Linked DNA regions of Mus musculus: region 2 is linked to region 1. The links are chromatin contacts, called in public Hi-C maps. All regions are on one chromosome and are shown on one strand. Each heading gives the region's core, a stretch centred on a gene start, on an enhancer-like site or on the middle of the called end of the contact. The rest is flanking DNA. Distances are from core to core; before and after follow the strand shown. Region 1 has its middle 25 kb from the start of Pdyn. Region 2 overlaps Tgm3 (transglutaminase 3, E polypeptide).

What was found. A called contact is a pair of places that touch in the nucleus more often than the background predicts.
Region 2: a Hi-C map of cortical neurons shows a contact between it and region 1, with 2.8 times the contacts expected there. The contact joins two enhancer-like sites. A contact is called at or near these places in 1 of 15 datasets of contacts at CTCF or cohesin (large pre-B cells), 5 of 484 Hi-C or Micro-C datasets (the C2C12 cell line, cortical neurons, embryonic stem cells and 1 more) and 1 of 115 datasets of contacts at active chromatin or transcription factors (acute myeloid leukemia).

The regions. Positions count from the first base shown.
Region 1 is chr2:129,673,118-129,676,930 of GRCm38.p6, reverse strand. No RefSeq gene overlaps it. Among named protein-coding and RNA genes, the nearest start is that of Pdyn, 25 kb to the left of the region's middle. Within about 2 kb of position 1,755, at least 10 of the 459 cell types and tissues checked have an H3K27ac peak or open chromatin away from gene starts, as enhancers often do. A contact at or near this core is called in cortical neurons, where this site is marked.
Region 2 is chr2:130,038,053-130,041,865 of GRCm38.p6, reverse strand. Tgm3 (transglutaminase 3, E polypeptide) reads right to left here. Exons shown (of 13, transcript NM_009374.3): 9 at 3,258-3,503; 10 at 1-109. Among named protein-coding and RNA genes, the nearest start is that of Mir6339, 24 kb to the right of the region's middle. Within about 2 kb of position 2,120, at least 28 of the 459 cell types and tissues checked have an H3K27ac peak or open chromatin away from gene starts, as enhancers often do. A contact at or near this core is called in cortical neurons, where this site is marked.

The DNA.
Region 1 (3,813 bases), core at 506-3,005:
TAACTCCCACAAGATGGAGAGCTTTTCTCTTTCTTGGGCAAATGCCTTTTAACCTCGCACACGTAGGCATTTGAGATGTAAAGTATTCACGACAATGGGGCGCTTCAGCATAGAGAATGAACAAATTAGCCTACGACTCTAATTTGAAATTTGTAATTGATTATAGACTTGTCGGTTTTCTGTTGAGGACCTGTGACCACTGGTGTGATGTACCAGAGGTCCTGAGATTCACTACACTTTAAGGTCTTAAATTGGATGTTCCAACGTGCTTTAAACTCTGGAAAGTTTTGCTTGTTAGGGCAAATAAGGAAAGTGTTTAAAAATGAAACCGAGTACATTAAATTAGTAAGTCCTGTGTTAAATGTTGAGGATAATTTAATTACCCACACTTGCAAAGGGGATAGATAGTTTTAATGGTGTTGACTATTAATCAAAAGTCCCTTGAAAGTGACTGCAAAGAAACAGACCAAGTTTTGAAAATTGAACTTAAAGGCTCAAGGACAACTGGGAGGTTTTTCTCAAGAAGCAATTGCAAGGCTCTGACTCTTAATTAAATAACAAGTACTTTGTTTCAAATTAAATAACAAGACTCTTTGCCTCATGACATCTCTGATCCCATGCAGAAGTAAGCTGGGCTTGGAGGTAACAAAGTTCCTGCTTGTCCCTTAGGCTCACACTCTGCCAGCCTGGGTGGGGAACTTTAAGGACCTGGAATTGGCTAGCAACAACAGAATGGGAAGAGAATGCAGGGAACAGGCACAGGAAGCAGGTACGGGGCAGATATAGGTACAGACAGACAGGTACAGGGACACCCAGACAGAGACAGACATGTATAGACAGGCACAGAGGGTAGGCACAGGTAGGTACAGCTGGCAGGCACTAGCAGGTACAGACAGGCACAGGGGGTAGGTGCAGGCAGGTGCAGTGCGCAGGTGCAGGCAGACATGGGGGTAAGCGGATGGGCAGGCACAGGTGCAGGCAGACATGGGGGTACGCGGATGGGCAGGCACAGGTGCAGGCAGACATGGGGGTAAGCGGATGGGCAGGCACAGGAGGCAGCCCAGACCCACCTTGCCGTCTCTACCTCCCAAACGAACACATTGCTCTTCACTGGAGACTTTGTTTTGGAGGAAAGGATCTGAAGGTACACCTGTATAAGAATGAGAGTTGGGACAGCCACGGAAGTCCTGAGGGGGTCTTTGAACAGAGGACAGTTTCCAGATTACCCCTAGGCTCTCTGCCTGGGAGGGGACATTTCTGCCCTAATAAAAATCAGAAGCAATCGTCACCGTTGTAGTGCCAGTTCCTGGTAGGGACACTGCTGCTTCCTATATTGACACCCGGTGCTCATCCAGCTGCTGTCTTCTCCAGAAACCACAACCTCACTCCCAGGCCACAGCCCTGTGTAGAATCTGGCTCGGAGCTAGGCGACAGCTGAGACCACTTTCTTGTTTTCACTCCGTGAAAGCAGGGCTGGCTGCCAAGAAAACTGGACTGGTAGTCACCCTCCTACTCAACGCTTAGGCTCTTTCCCTCCCTAGACTGCGCCCTTCCCCACAAGCCCTGTGTCTATGTAGAGTTGAGATACATGAAGTCCAGGCATACAGTAGGTCCTGGATTTACTTTTAGCGTCCTCTCCAGAAATCCAGTGTGCTTTATGAAGCTCTTGATAAGTCTCAAAAACAATCCTGCTCCTTTGCTACAGTCTCCACAGGTGCTTGGGGACTTGGGCATAATCACCTTGGGGTACACTATCTAAGCTCTAGAGCAAAGATGCATCCACCGCAGGGGGCAGTAACAAGCCAGGTGGCTGAAGCCAGCGGTATCTGATCTGGGCGCGCCCCCTTGTGGTCACCGGGATCAACACACTCGGGGGAGTTTTGTCACCATCTGGGTAGGCTTAAGAATCTAAATTCCAAAGTTTGGAGCTGAGACAAAAGGATGGACCATCTAGAGACTGCCATATCCAGGGATCCATCCCATAATCAGCCTCCAAACGCTGACACCATTGAATACACTAGCAAAATTTTGCTGAAAGGACCCTGATATAGCTGTCTCTTGTGAGACTATGCCCGGCCTAGCAAACACATAAGTGGATGCTCACAGTCAGCTATTGGATGGATCACAGGGCCCCCAATGGAGGAGCTAGAGAAAGTACCCAAGGAGCTAAAGAGATCTGCAACCCTGTAGGTGCAACAACATTATGAACTAACCAGTACCCCCAGAGCTCTTGTCTCTAGCTGCATATGTATCAAAAGATGGCCTAGTCAGCCATCACTGGAAAGAGAGACCCATTGGTCATGCAAACTTTATATGACTCAGTACAGGGGAACGCCAGGGCCAAAAAGTGGGAGTGGGTGGGTAGGGGAGTGGGGGGGGGAGGGTATGGGGGACTTTTGGGATAGCATTGGAAATGTAAATGAGGAAAATACCTAATAAAATATTAAAAAAGAAAAAAAAAGAATCTAAATTCCAACACTAAAAACTCTGGGTTTAAGGAGGGAACTCAGCAGTGCACTGATTATAAATGGGCAGTTATTGGCATTAAGACGAAAAGTCCTTGGGCTTTTGTAATTGTTGTTGAAATACCTTGTTCTTCAATGCTGTCTTCTTTTTGGCTAGAAATGATTAAGCAACTTCCCAGTTTCAAAGAAAAGGAAACCAGGCTTGGAATTCTTGAGCGCACCTGTGGACCTTGAACATGGATGACTACCTTTGGATTTCAGTTTCACTCAAGTACAAAACAATGCTCCTCTCCATCCACTCCAGTTTTCTCCACTTAAAAAAAAAGTATGAAGATAAATAGGGCTGCAGAGATGGCTCCAGGGTTAGAGAGCAACTGTTGCTTTTGTGAAGGACCCGGTTCAGTTCCTTGTACTCAAGTAGTAATTCACAACCATTTTAACTCCAGTTCAAGGGGATCCAATGCCCTTCTCTGACCTCCCTGGGTCAGGCATGGGTGTGGTGCACTCAAATACATCCAGGCAAACTAGGCATACATATAAAATAAGACTAGAAATTAAAACAGCCTATGATATTTGGTTATGTACTCTGCCCAGAGCTCTAGGGAAAGTTTAGAGTAATAACCGCGATGAAAGCAAGGGTGATAAACCATAAATGCTGAGGTGTTTGACTAACGTGGCCCTGAGTGATATTAAAAGATGACAAGGCAGTTTTTATTCGAGGACACTCATGGCTGAGGGTATATGGACCAATTCAATAGAGGGGTGTGGTAGTCACTATAGCTGGAAAATGGACTACACTCAAGGCCAGCTCTGAGGAGATGATTGAGGACATTGTATAAATACATACGTACATTATACACATTATTTCATTTCCTGCCCCCTGGGCCTGCCTGTACCTCTTGGCTTTGTTGTGGCTACAGTTGTGTGAGCAGAGGTCCATAATCAAGGAGTGGAATGGAGCTCAGCCAGCACAAAATTACCAAGAGAAACATTAGGGACAAGAGATTTCTTGGTCCACTGAGTTGATAGGGTTACCACTATCCTACCACAGGCCAGCATAATACCAGATGACATCAGTCACCAGGGATGGGGGCTCCTACAAAATGACAGTATGCTTGCTTGACCTGGAGTCTGGGAGGACAGAGAAATCTACTGAGCAGAGGACTTAGCTCCATCCATCCCTTCTCTTAATTACCTATCTTTTTGTTCGTTTATGTAATTGCTTAATTGATCATTCATTTGTACCTATATTCACCTACTCCCCATTGACTCAGCCTCTTTCTCATTTATTCCTCCCCTAGTCCATATACTTACCTATCTGTGACTGTATCTATCTGTCTGACCCTCT
Region 2 (3,813 bases), core at 871-3,370, 360 kb before region 1:
GGCTCCTTGTCTTCCCCTTCTGGATTCCTCGAAGATGTTGCGCCGAAAGATGCGTTAGGTTTGAGTTTGTCCAAAGCCTTTTGGTGCACTTGTCTTTCCTCACTGGAACCTGTGCATTGGCGAGGGAAACAAAAACTAAACAAGGGTACCTCAGAGATATAGCTGCAATTCAGACAATGGACAGTGCGACCCGCCTGGAAAGTGGCCTAGATCTAACATTGACACTACTTCTACCTGTCCAAAATGCTCCCAGCAAGGGTCTAATCTTGTCAGGTCTCCATTAACCCTTCTTAGTATAAGGCTTCCAGGCCAGCTGGGCTGTGGTCCCTTTTCAATCAAGTCTATACCCTTGGGAAGCCACTGAGAAAGCTAGGTCAGTTTCTGCAAACATTACTATGGGGCTTCATTATTTCCTTGTTTTAAGTTAGTTTTTTTTTTCATTTTCTACCTCCCTTCCTCCCTCCTTCCTTCCATCTCTTTCTCACTTCCTTTCTCGTTCTTTGACTGGAAGGTCTTTTCCTGAGACTTGAAGAACAAACCGATCATTTAAAAGCAGACAACAAAACTGAATGGAGAGAATTGAGAATGAATCCATAAGCAAAGCCAGACTCAGGAGGAAGAACTCCAAATCCCGTCCCCACGTTCCCCAGGCTGTGTCTAGAGGCACTTTGAGAGTCAGCAAGTGACACTTTTGTCTGTGCAAGTCAGCAAGAACATCCTGAGGCTGATGAGGTTCTAAGTCATGGCTAGTTTGAATTGCTGAGATGTTTGGAGTCTCAAAAACCACAAGGGCTCAAACAAAGGGTGCATTCCCTGACTCTATAGGTGCTGCTGACTATGGCAGCAGAAGTAGTGAGAGGACAGCACTGGTGACACCCTAAAGGCTCGGCACACTGGGAACAGAGCAAACAACTCCAAGCTCAGGCTGACTAAGCAGTTCACCGGCTGCTCCTGGCCTTGACCTGCAGACACATGTACCATACAGCAGAAGGTCTTGGCCTCCCAAGAGGACAGAAGAGTGACCATGTTGGCATGTATGGATCCTTAGGCTTTCCTAAAACCAACTTGTGAAAGTTTCAAAGTAAACCAGAAGGCTTAAGATAAGTCCTCTCCAAGTCAGTGAGTCCTTTCCATGAATTATGTAAATTCCCTGGCAGGGACTTCAGAGGCTCATGCAATCTAAGGGAAGCTACTGGTTTGGGCTACTCTGGGATTTAGATGAAGAAAGGGAGGGACTCATCTCCAGAGATCTGGAGCCTGGTCTAAGGCTCCTCCCTTGTACCCACCCTGCTGAAAGCAAGAGGCTAGATTACCCAGCTTGAGAGCTCCCGGAGGGTCAGGTTCCTCTGACTGCCCTTCCATCCTCTCTGACTGAGCTGTCAGTCCACACCCAAAGCTGAAGGCTCTACTGAGCCTCTGAGCCTCTTTGCGTGAGTCCCCGAAGCAGGCTTTGGACAAGGAGGTTCCAGAGCCTATATAGGTCACCTGCTGAGCTTACTCAAGACTATGCTTCCTGCTGCTGTTTTCTCACCGCAGTATTGCTATTGTGCAAATGCTTAGCAACCCATTTTTATGAGCTTTTCCTGCCTGGGGCTCTCTGAGACCAACTGGCATTATTAGGCAAGAAGATGTAGGTAACGTCAGATAGCTGTTCCATCCTGCTGTCACGCATGAGCAGAGGTCCTGCCAAGAGTCCTGGAGGGAGCTTCCTACTAGGCTTCCCTCCATTGCTTAGAAGGTTTCTAGGACTTCAGAGTCACAGGATCAATATGTGAGAGTAGTAGGGAAAGTCACAGGCTCATACAGCCAGGAGAGCAGCAGTACATAAACAAAAGAATCTGTGGAAAGGTGTTATTCCAGGGAAGGTAAGGGAAGGTATCCAAATGGATGGAGCTCACCATCCTAGTCATTAAGTCCTTACTGTGTGCCAAACACTCTACTCTGTGTGCATTTTTGTATTGGAATCCAACCCAAGAGAGACACTGCTATTCTTGTTTGGTTGGCCGGGGAACAAGAAAATCAGAGATAATACAAAGCCTGTTATAAGTGGTAGGTAGGATGAGAGTCTCCTTCTGTCCTGGATTGTTTCCTGTTCCCCATGCTTGTCTTACACCATGCTATTGAAATTACCAGCCTGGCACCTGCCTCGCCAGTGACACCATCTGCTGAGATTTATCTACAGGGTACCTGGAGTAGGCACTCAGACTGTGAAAGTTGTCAGATAGTTTATTACAGCAGGCATGATCTCTTTCCAATGTTCTACCATTCTCAAACAAGTGTATTTCTATTTCAGAGAATTTCAACAGTGTTTACAGACCACAAAGTGTCCATCCACTGGTACCTAGAGTGGACACCTCTGGTCTCAGAGTTAGACTCCACCTTCAAGAGACAGTTTTCTCCTTTGAACACTGACCAATAGTCAGCAGTTGTCGGAGATTCGGTCTGATTTTTAGAAGCACACTTTTCTTTCACCCTTCCCTCTACCACTTCCTAGAAATTTCTGTGAGGATCATTTGAGTCTTGAGTCAACTTTCCCCAAGTATTTTAGAAAGAGCAAAGTATGAGTCCATTGGAGAGTAGCCATGGCCTGCTAGAGCAACTGCTAAATTACTCTGGGCTGTTTCTAAGGCAGAACCACACTTCCAAGTGGAAAGCTTTTGCCTTCCTTGAGAACGGCTTTGCTGCTGGTTCCCATAGCAACATGGTGTGACCATGGCCTTCCTAGGTTACCGTAGGAGGATGGCAGCAGTACAGATGATGGAGATTTCATTAGACTCCTTTAGGAATCATACCCCAGGGCTCCTGAGTGGGTGGGGGCCAATGCATGCAGATGGCACAAGCTCACATCCCTGAGTTTGTTTCTTTACCGAGATGGCATTCTCTGTCTGTGTTCTTGGAGACTAGAGACTTGATAGAGAAATGTGTCCCAAAGCCCTTGAGGACCAGACCTCTCCCTGTGATGCCCAATCATAGTAACATCAGTTCAGTTGACAATTGAGAAAGGACATATCTGGAGGTGGACTGGGTTTACCCTTGTCTGTGCTCTGACGTTAACTCCCTCAGATATTGTAGCTGTCCTTAATGCTTCTGTCCCCATGGAAAACAACAGTTGAGCACTTGAGACATCCTGCCATTTCTTTACAACTAGCTGGGATGTCGGAGTACCGGGGAAAGGCTCTTTTTCTTGTTGCTCTCAGAGCTGTCCACCCATCACCAAGCCCCCCCATGTGGCATCGCTCCATCAGCACCCATCCTACCTTCTGGATACTTGTACTTGTCTGTGACATCCATGCGAGAGTTGCTGCCTACTGCCTTGGTGCTGATGTATTTGCCAATGGAGTGAGTGTCCACAGAATTCTGCTTCTGGGTGTTATTTCTATTATTATAGATCCAAGTGATGCGATCTGCATTAACCTCCGCGAAGATGAAGATCATGTCAAAATTCCGGTCCACATCACCGGCTTTGATTGCATTAACGGAAGCTGGACCGCACTGGAACACACCTGATGGCCAGAATGTAGAATTTAGATGCATGCAAACCACAGCTAAACCCATCCACTCCAGCCTGGCTAGGATCTGACTCTGGGGGCATACTGATATGACAACATAGCACTCCTCTGCCTTTACTCCAGCCAGACCTCAGCTCTAACTGTGACCCATTGGTCTAGCACAGAGCAGATACCCATCACCATCATTCTGTACCAAGTCCCTGGTCCAGCTCCACTTAAGACTTGCATGTCTCACCTGGGCAGAACCACTGAGCTCAGTCTGGTCTTTCTCTGAGGTGCTGCCTTTCTGCCTCTGAAATCACTC